2 separate regions of the Danio rerio genome follow, and region 1 is linked to region 2. Evidence: chromatin contacts called from public HiChIP or PLAC-seq data. All regions are on one chromosome and are shown on one strand. Each heading gives the region's core, a stretch centred on a gene start, on an enhancer-like site or on the middle of the called end of the contact. The rest is flanking DNA. Distances are from core to core; before and after follow the strand shown.

Region 1 (5,411 bases), core at 2,562-5,061, 220 kb after region 2:
ACAATTGTACATCACTTTTTTATATTCACTGCCGATCCAAAATTTGTAATAATTGTTATTTTTTTAATCAAAGAAGCCATAAATCAATGGTGTCGAACTTTAGTTTTAGCTTTAAGTTTAGCTCCAACCACCTCCAACTCACACCTGCTTAATAGTCTCTAGGGCTGTTTCTCATTATGCGTTCTTTAACAATCTTGTGTCCTCGTGTAACGTCATCATCAGCTGCCAAAGTTTAGTTCCAATACTCAAGACCAAAAGAACAGAGGGCGCGTGAAACTTCTCGGATGTATTCTGATATCGAGAATGCATGAATGCAGACTTGAGCACCGTACTCCCTCCAGAAGTCCCAGAAGTCAAAGCGACTGGAGGTGGGAAGCGCAGCATTTAATATAGATTTCATAATTCAGAGATATAACTTATTTGTATTTATTTTATTGTGCAACGTATATTTGTAAAGTCTTTAAGCATAGTACATATTGTGAAACGGAGGACAACAATAAATCGTTGTATGAATGCTGTAATGTTTAAATAATTTTTGGTTAAAGATGCGTGATAGTCATGTGACCATCAGGAGGAACGCAGCATCTCATATCTCACAGGACGTGCTCTCTGTTCTAGCGGTCTCCTCAGTTCCTTCTTCCGATGTGACCTGGCAAGACCGGTCTCAACAAAAACGCAAGTCCGCAGCCAAGTTGTCAACACCTTGATAAGTTGGATCAGGTGTTTGATTAGGGTTGGAGCAAAACTGTACAAAGCTGCGGCCCTCCAGGAATTAAGTATGAGACCTATAATAATAATCATAATAATTTTTTTATATAACACCTTTAAAACTTATTTCTTAATGCACTTAACACAAAAAAGATACAAATATAAAAACAGTTTAGAGTAACAGTAAAATTGTAACATTCAAAATATAACAATAAAAATCGATAAAACATATAAATATCTAGAAACGTAAAATAACCTCACAAATAGACGAGTGTAAAGTAGTGAGTTTTCAAGGATGATTTAAACAATCTAAAAGATTCAGCATGTCTAATGTCATAGGGGAGAGAGTTCCAGAACCTCAGAGCTAGGGAAGAGAAAGCCTGGTTACCCATAGAATGCAGACGAGTGGAGGGGACTGTTAAAAGACCAGAGTAACAGAGGTCACGTGAAGTGGAGTACCGTGTTAAAAGTTCAGACATATAATGTGTAGCTAGACCATGCAGGGCCTTGTATGTGAGCATGAGAATTTTAAAATCGATATGGAATTTGACTGGTAATCAATGGAGTGATTCCAAAACCTGAGTAATGTGATCTCTGATTTTGTTCTCCGTCAGAATTTTGCCAGCTGAGTTTTGAACGTATTGTAGTTTATTGATGTTACTTTTGGAAACGCCTGCTAATAAGGCATTGCAGTCGTACAGGCGGGAAAAAAAAATGTTTTAATCAGTTTTTCTGCTTCAAAAAAGGACAGCATGGGGTGGATTCTTGAAATGTTTTTGAAATGAAAAAATGAAGTCCAATATTACCACCAAGTTCTTAAGTTTGGCCTGAACCTCCATGAAGGAGCCATCCGGGTTAATTTTAAGAGGTTTAGTTTTATGTAGTTGGTTGGAAGAACAAATAACCATAACCTCTGTCGTGTTAGTGTTCAGGCACAGAACTTTTTGAGACATCTATCTTTTATCTCCAAAATACAGTGTTCCAAGTGTGTAACAGCTGAAAGATTGCCAGGTTTGGAGTGAACGTATGTCTAAGTGTCATCAGCATAAAGGTGGTACTTCAGACCTAGGGAGTCCAGGAGATGACCAAGTGATAAAATATACTTGGAAAAAGAGTAGGGGGCATCCTTGAGGGATGCCAAATTTGCCAGAGCCTGTGTTAGATTTAGGTCCTCCCTTGTCGATAAACTGCGAGCGGTTACAAAGGAATGATGCAAACCACTTAAGAGCGTGATACCAAAGACTGTTTTCATTTGTGAAAGCAATATGGAGTGATCCACAGTGTCAAAGGCTGCGCTAAGAACAAGGAGGATCATAAGTGATAGGCAGCCAGTGTCTACAGCAAGAAGCAATGATTTGTGAAAATAAATCATTCATAAATCATTTGTATATATACACAAACACTATAATACAATATATACACTAAAAATACTAGTTTTAAGCATTAAAATGCTGCATAAAAACAAGTGATAAAAGGTTTTATGGAGTAAATCAGATCTTTCTGTGGAACACTAAAATACTAATATAATACTAAAATACTAATATAATAATAATACTAATATAAATCTTTCTACTGAGCCAATAATTTGTCAGCAAGTTTTTAATAATTTAAAATAATTAAAAATGTACTTTGTATTCTTAGTTATTGTTTTACATTCTCTTAATACAAACACAAGCAAGAATAAGTATATAGTTTATTTTTACATTAATATATATTTTATGTTTATTGAAGATAGAACATTATTTTACTCATATTACTTTTTTTTCCATTTTATTACAAAAAAAAAAAAAATTACTTGCATGCAGTATGCTTTCTACGGTTGTGTGTATAAATAAAATGTCAATGTAATTTAAGAATATCACCAAAATGTAATATCTCTCCTTTAACTAATTTATTATTAGATATTTTTTATTATATTCTCCCCATAAGCTTCATTGAAAAAGTGGGCATCCCTCCATCCCAACTTATTCACTGTTGGCCTGATCTCACCTCTACCCAAGATGTGAAGCAAGAGTGCCTGTGCCAATATCATCTGCCCCGCTCGGAGTGTACAACCCCAGCCACAGTCTGAAGTGAAGCTGGAGCCCGGAAGAGCAGGAAACTCTTCTCGATAGGTCAGCCAAACTCGAGAGGTGAAATCCTTTCGAAATTCATCAACATTGCCTGTGACAACATCGTCATCTAATGCCTCAGCTGTGCTCTCAGTAGGGTTTTCATCATCTGAGGAAACAGATAGATTATTTTAGGATAAACCAGATACCAGCTATTTAATTAAAAAGGAAACAGACAGAAATATACTAAATTAAAAATGACCATAAGCTCAAAAACCTATGACTAGTTATGAAATTGGTGTAAATATTAACTGTAAAACAACTTACCCACAACCTTGAAGTGGTAGCATTTTCCCAACAAGAATACAGGAGAATTACGGCTAAAAGCAGTTTTTGACTTTAGAGCCCAGCCTTGAAAAAATTCAAGATTAACGTTAGTCACGTGCACATTGCGTGTCATGATTTTGTGACTTTAAAAGACGATGAAAGATGAAAGGACTACTAGCATTATAACATCTTAGTAACACGTGAGATATGTTATTACATACTGTATTTCACACTGTGCCATGCTGACATGAATTTGGACTTCAGTGTCTCCACCTCGTCGGTCCCTTTAGTCTCCATTTTTTCAGCCACGGAGCAAAACCCATCACAGCACGTAACAGACTAAGTTTCTACAAGAAGTTTTCAATACGAGCCAAACATGTTATATCGCATACAGAAAGATCTTATTTACTCACATATGAAAAAATATATGAAAATTAGAAAGTTAAATAGAAAAACAACAGCATTAAAGCACTGGGAAACTAACGTTAACTTTAAAAATAGTTCATAAGACTGGTGGCTAGCATGCTAGTTAGTAAGCTTGTAAGTAAGCTTAAACATTTAAAAAAACGTTACAAGTAACCGCAGCGTAAATGCAAACTTTAATTTTTAAAAGTCTATCTAAAATATTATTAAATGTACAACAACTTTATGCTATACCTGCTTACATGTCTTGTTATACTGAAGAACCCACTGCAGCTATTTCTGTTTACATTTTGAGGAAGTGGCGATCTCGTTCGGTCTCGCGGTATTTCCCATTCTCCCTTCAGACCTATGCTTCAGACGCGTACTTTTGAATGTAGATATTTCAAAGGCCTGGTTAAAAAACCTTTGGTCGACACATGTTGGTGCTTATTACGGGTTTGTAACAATACTAAAAGAAGCTTGTGGTATGTGGTCATGTGGCTTCTGGGCCGGTGTGAGTAAAAAATAAGGAGTATCAGAATTATTTGATTATAAAATAGCCTTATCATATTTAATGACCCTCTGCTGTATTTCTGTTACTGGTCATTTTTAAGTAAAAAAAAAAAATCAGTTGCTACAGTGAGAAGCTGAGGAGACTAAACATCACCAAAAAGAATGTGGACAACGCAGTGGTTTTAGGGAATTAAAAGAGAGTACAAGAATTTGGTGACCAAAAAAAAGAAAAAAAAAAGAAAAAAACAATCTTATTACATTTGATGGCTCTGCTGTTATGCACATATATAAGTTAATATTATAGTTTATATATATATATATATATATATATATATATATATATATATATATATATATAATATTAATTGTATATAACCGTGTGTGTGTGTGTGTGTGTGTGTATATATATATATATATATATATATATATATATATATATATATATATATATATATATATATATATATATATATATATATATATATAGGCTATATATATATATATATAGGCTATATATATATATATATATATATATATATATTAAAAACTAAGGCCCTTCAAATTATATGTTGGTTCCCAATTGATTTCGTTATATAATATATATTTTGGCAGAATTAAAAAGTTTGAGCACATATTCCAGTATGAAGTCACAGCACTGACCGCAAGCACGTCCGAGCGTCTGCGTTTCTTTACAAGTGAAGTGGCGCATTCCTGTGAAGTGGGCGATGCCGAGAAGCTCAGCAAAAACAATGTCTGCCGATCCATTCGTAGGGTTGTTATTGCGCTTCAGAGATAGATAAACAGTTTCATTGCATTCCCTGGTGGTCATCTATCCACTCAGGCTATAAAAGAGGGCTTCTCATAAATAGCTGGTATGGTATGATGGATTAATACACTGGGGTAATATAATTTCAGAAAAGTTTTTTTTTTTTTCAAATTTCAATATTAGCAGCCAATGATTATCAACGTACAACATTGTTCACAGTCAATGAAATGCGAATGTTGTTTGTCTGAAATCGCATCTAAATGTGACTTTAAAACAACTTTAGCACAATTTCCATGTTAAATAACCATTTTTAAATTCTGCTTTACTTAAATAGCAAAGTACGAATCAGATGTGTGAATTGAAAAGCAACTTTACCTCAATGATTAATGCACTAATACACCATCCGCTATTTTCTATGAGTTGTTGAAGTGATGTTGCATTTTCACTGTATTGTTGGTTTAAAATTTTTTTTTCTAATCTCATTTTTTTATATATCTAAAAATTAAGATTGGATCAAGTAAGAATATTGTTTTGTTTTCACCTTTAGAAGAAATAAGTTAAAATGAACAAAATGATCTGCTAGTGGGGTACATCATAAAAAATTATATTTTTGCTTTAAAATATAGATATTTGGACTAGAAACA
Region 2 (5,166 bases), core at 731-3,230:
TGCGCATTTCTTAAAACCACGCTAAGCAATATGTTGAAATGATTTTGATAATTTTTTTTTATTAAATACTGTTGATATTATGCTGTTATGGTGTTACAAATCAATATCATATACCATATTACATATGCTTGAAATTTTAGAAATATTTTTTGATTTAATAAAATCGATTGTTTGAGATGAACTGGATTGTTTTCATTTATTAACAAATGAAGTTGATTTACAACACAATATAGCTACATATAATACATAGATTTAAAATTTTATAAACATACTTTTTTTCAGTCTTCTTTCAATAAGAACAGTTTAATATTTCATATTGGAAAACAGGGCAGAAACATCACATCTTTCAAGATGAAAACAAAATATGAAAAAATAAGATTCACTCAACTATAAGTTTAAACAACGAAATGAAATAGAAAGAAGGACATGTAAATTAATTTCTTTGTACAAATATTTACAAACATTACCTGTACTGAAAGCATTCCTTTTTGATTATGAATTTTCTTTTTTTTCTCAAAAGTCTTTACATGGCTACATTGGGGCGGACGAATTGTCCAGTGCTGCCTATAGTTCGTGCTGTATCGTCTTTAAAATATATATATGTATATATATATGTCTAAAAATATTTTGATTATCATTGAGAAGGCCATTTCGATACCGCTGCTGTGGACGCTGTCGGTAAAAACTGTCCGGAGATGATATTTGACGGGACGCTGAGGATGGGCGCGATGGCAGCTGATGTCCGGGTTAAGGACAGGGACTGAGCGCTCAGTAAGGCGGACTGCACCGTCACGGGTGGCCGCAGGAAAGTCTGTGCGCTCGTAGAGCTGCTGGAGACCCCGATGATGTTTTCTATGCTGAATGATGGTCGACTGGACGGCTCGGATTTGATAATCGACGCGGTGCTCAGGCTATTTAGCTGTAACTGGAGACTTGGACTTAGCTGAGAGCTGAAAGCTTTTCTGTTCAGTTCGGCGGAGGGTAAGAGAGGCACCGCCGGAGGGAGCATCGGACCCACAGGGGGAATGTACGGGTACTGCAGAGCGGCAGGGTGCGTGTATGCAGCCGGGTGAATTCCATAATGACGTCCATATGGATTCCCAATGCCGTATGCCCCAAAACTCTGCATCATGAGGGCGGTCTGGTCCCTGAGAATGTCCGGCTGATGCCTCTTGAAGCGTTTTCTCCTCCTCAGAAAGCTACCGTTGTCGAACATATCTTCCGACTGGGGGTCGAGGGTCCAGTAGTTGCCTTTGCCCGGGTTGCCCGGTTCCCGTGGGATCTTGACGAAGCAGTCGTTGAGCGACAAGTTATGGCGAATGGAGTTTTGCCAGGCCGGAAACTTCTCCCGGTAGTATGGGAAGCGGTTGCTGATGAACTCGCAGATTCCACTGAGCGTCAACTTCTTCTGCGGGCTCTGGAGGATGGCCATGGTGATGAGGGCGATGTACGAGTAGGGCGGCTTTACCAGGCTGCTCTTGGGCTTGTTTTGCATGGGACCGGTGGAGCTCTCCTGAGCATCCCCCTTGGTCTCTCCGTCAGCGTTGCTCTCGCAGGGACTGTCGCTGCGCTCCTTCACCTCGATCTCCTCCACCTCATCTCCCCGGTCCTGCATGCACTGGCTTTCGCAGTCACTGTCCTGCTCCATCCCCTCGTCACCCTCCCCGACCACGTCGATATCCACATCGTCAGCTGTGAGCACGGTCTGACCGGACATGTTGCTGGCACTGGTGCCTCCAGACAGGGTCATCACCGCGCACTTTGCTGCTGGAGCAACCCAAGGTAAGATCAGTTGACGACCGGTGGCTATAAATGCAGGTCGGTCCCGGCCTGTCAGGAAAACTTCAACTTTAGAAAATATTTCTCCAGTCCGAAGGCTTGCTTGGGTCTCTTTTCCCACTGTATTTCCTCAAAACTTACGCGTGGCTTTGAATCGAAGAGTCAAGATGACACATGCTTTGAAAAGCAGGCTTTAAGGACTGTCTGATAGATTACTTTTCACTTAAAGATATACTATCAGGCGCGTCACGTGACCCGCTGACGTCAGAGGTCGCGCTGTTATACCGCTGAGCTGAAGTTGTTTCATGGATTTGTCAACAAAGGGAACAACAGTAACATCGCCTCTGTTCGTCCGTCATAGACCATTTAGCGGTGGCGGAGGGGAGAAAATCGGCCTGCATGATTGAAATCATCTCCAGAGCTGACGTGCATTAACTCATCCGCGCTAAACGCAAACTTAAACTTTTCTTAGGCCAATTATATGAAAGCTGCTGAACGAAAACGTCTACAGCTAAGTTAATGAAATCTCTTGTCATTTATATTGTGTGCTCGAATAATGCATGATTAAAGCAACGCTTTTCAAATATTGTGCTTTAAAGTCGTTGGAAAAATGCATTTGGAACCGAGTTGCAATCTTGCGTCTCAGTATAGGCGCATTACTGATTTTGTTAAGTGTGAAATAAATACAAAAACAATAGAAATCTCTATAAAGATCTTTGTAGAGGTGCTAACGACCCTCATCATTGCTCTTGTTAACATATGAATTAAGTAGGAAATGAGCGCGCGGTCAAATGCATAGGAGCCATTCACGCGCGCACAGGTGAGCGACGCATGTGGGATATTCTCAAGAAAAAGAAAGCGGAGAGAGAATATGTAAACTCTTAACGTTTCCTGAATCGTGTGAGAAAAAATGGTTCTTCACAGGAGCTGCAGGTTTAATTATACTGTTTTATTTGTGGGGTTTCACTTGGATGCTTTGGTTTTTGTGAGATTAAATATTAATGTAATTGTCCCGTTTTTGTCGATGCGCAAAAAAAAAAAAATGTTCCGTGGTTGGATTCGTCACTTAGGCTATTTAACTACAAGTAATATTACGTGTTATTGATCTTCAGCTTGGAATAGGCTTCTGCTTCTGCTGTAATGAAAATAAAGGATGGTGTAATTGATGTAAACGCTCGAATCAATTATTTTCACTACCATTCTATTAGTGTTTACGAAATAGGTTGTATACATTTCTCAACTGTGAGAAGCAAACTGTAAAGCTCGATATTTCTTCAGTGAATTGCTCATCTCTGTGTTTTAATGCAGGCTTTGTTGCACTGCTCTCAAATAGCATATTTGCTACCAGCCTATTACCAAAACGAATTATTAAACAGTGATTTTGTAGTTATTAAAATTGTAATCTATAGCCTAATAATCAAAATAAATATTATTATTATTATTATTATTATATTATTAATATTATGATCATAATGGTTATAAAAACCGCCTATAATTATAATTAGGAAACAAATAATGAGCTTTTTTGTCCATTTAGGAAGCTAATCAAACAGCGGTTATGTTTTATTTTCATCACTTGTTTTTGTTGGATGACATTTAATCTGCAAATAGGCCAGCACCTTTCACCTCGACCTTTACCTTTAGCCTGCTTACCATCCTTTCAAATCTCCGAGGAACGCATGCTTGTGTTACAATCTTTGAAGCTGTTTTTGCATGGCGAATGAATGAGATTAATTGAATCACGTCATTATTAATGGTATTAAAGAGCTTGGTCGCGGACAGTGGCCCGTGTGATGTCCCGTTTATCAATACGGGCTACTTAGAGGATGAAGACGAGGAAGCATCAACGCTGCCTAAAACCAATATTTGCTTTGGAAAATTGTTCTTCTGCTAATTACGTAATTGTTTAATAGTTGATGTGCACGTAACGTTAATATATCAAAGAACATAGGATTTCGTTTTAGCCAAATATTCTACAAACAACGGAGATTTGTTAATTTATTGCTGTAGATGCGCATTGTGAGGTTAATTATAATTATTAGTGCTAATAAAATGCATGTGGTTATTCGCTTGCGTTTTAGCGCCGGTTTTTGTAGAATGATGAAGGGTTTTGTCTTCAGCTTAAAATGTAAAAGACCATATATCTCGAGTCAATGCGCACTGAAAGACATCGTGGATGATATCGCCCAAAAGGAGATCAAATTCGTCCTCTCTGTGATCTTTTGAAGCTCCATAAATCCGGCTTTATACCTTCGCAGTTTGTTAATGAAATGTACATTTAAGCACACATGCACGGCTTAACCCGACAAAACCTTTTAGAATAATAAGCTAACTCTTTCCAGCATGAACCTATTAGGAGACGGAGGCATAGCAGGTGACGGCGCGGATACAGTGGCTGAATGTGATTACCCAGCAAGGTCAGAAACAAATAGCTCACAAATAGCAAAGCAGGATCGAATTTATGCCTAATTAAATCGCTGAAATAAAAGAGATAGAAAGGAAAATTGAAGGGCGTAATGGGAAATGTGTCCATTCAGGAAAAAGGGGGATTCGCAGAGCAGGGGAGGAAAAGATGCTAACCTAGATGGGAACTGAACTTGAACTGAGAGGATTGCTTGCATTAATGCAACTGTATTTGAAGGGTATATTAATGCTGCAGTTAAATTGTGTGCGTAATACATGAATAAAAACGACATGGCAAGATCTTAAAAAATCTTTAATCTATATTGTTTTAGCTAAATGTTTTTTTTCTGCTGTTGTCATTTTATTATTTTCTAAATATGATGTTTGATTTCGACATGCTGCCTGACAAATTATGTCGTTTAGTTGAAATCTTATGTGAAATGTATGCTTTAATAAAATAAAAAAATCTAAATGCACCAAAATAAAAGCCGGATGTAATCGATTGTGTTTGTATAAGTGTCTAGTTTTTTTAAAACTGGTTGTCTAATTTTATTATTTATTATGCAAGCACAGTTGGGGCAAGCTTGTACAACTGTTATAAATTAATGGCTTTGTTAGCGCGCTTTTAATTATGGTTATTGTGCCAATTATTTTACATCAACTCCGCATTATCAGCATGTCAGATTTAATAAAAAGGAGCCATTTGCAGGAAAACTGTTCCTCTCATCTAGAGAGGGAAGTGTCCACGTCATACTCTGGTTAAAAAATGACTTTTCATTTAAATGCAATCCTTAATTGGATTTTCTACGGTCGACACCGTGATTCCCCAAGGCTATACCCACCAGGAGGCAGGATCTCCCGTTTTTCTCTCTGAATTCACCATTTTCACCCTCTTGAAGAATCCACTCTATCAACCTGCAACTTTCTGTCAAACAATATGATCCAGCTCATTTTTAACAGTCCCCTTTGTAGTATCATCCTGCA

What was found. HiChIP or PLAC-seq counts read pairs in DNA pulled down with a chosen protein or histone mark.
Region 1: an H3K4me3 HiChIP or PLAC-seq map of gastrula embryo shows a contact between it and region 2, with 3 times the contacts expected there. The contact joins the promoter of atg4c here to the promoter of foxd3 in region 2. A contact is called at or near these places in 1 of 18 Hi-C or Micro-C datasets (an unstated tissue) and 2 of 4 datasets of contacts at active chromatin or transcription factors (embryo and gastrula embryo).

Annotation. Positions count from the first base shown.
Region 1 is chr6:34,828,474-34,833,884 of GRCz12tu, forward strand. atg4c (autophagy related 4C, cysteine peptidase) reads right to left here and starts at 3,812. Exons shown (of 11, transcript NM_001002103.1): 1 at 3,744-3,812; 2 at 3,308-3,433; 3 at 3,087-3,170; 4 at 2,698-2,928. The coding sequence starts at 3,383.
Region 2 is chr6:34,609,037-34,614,202 of GRCz12tu, forward strand. It overlaps foxd3 (forkhead box D3), which reads right to left and starts at 1,981. Exons shown (of 1, transcript NM_131290.2): 1 at 183-1,981. The coding sequence starts at 1,750. The coding sequence ends at 635. It also overlaps a transcript of itgb3bp not described here.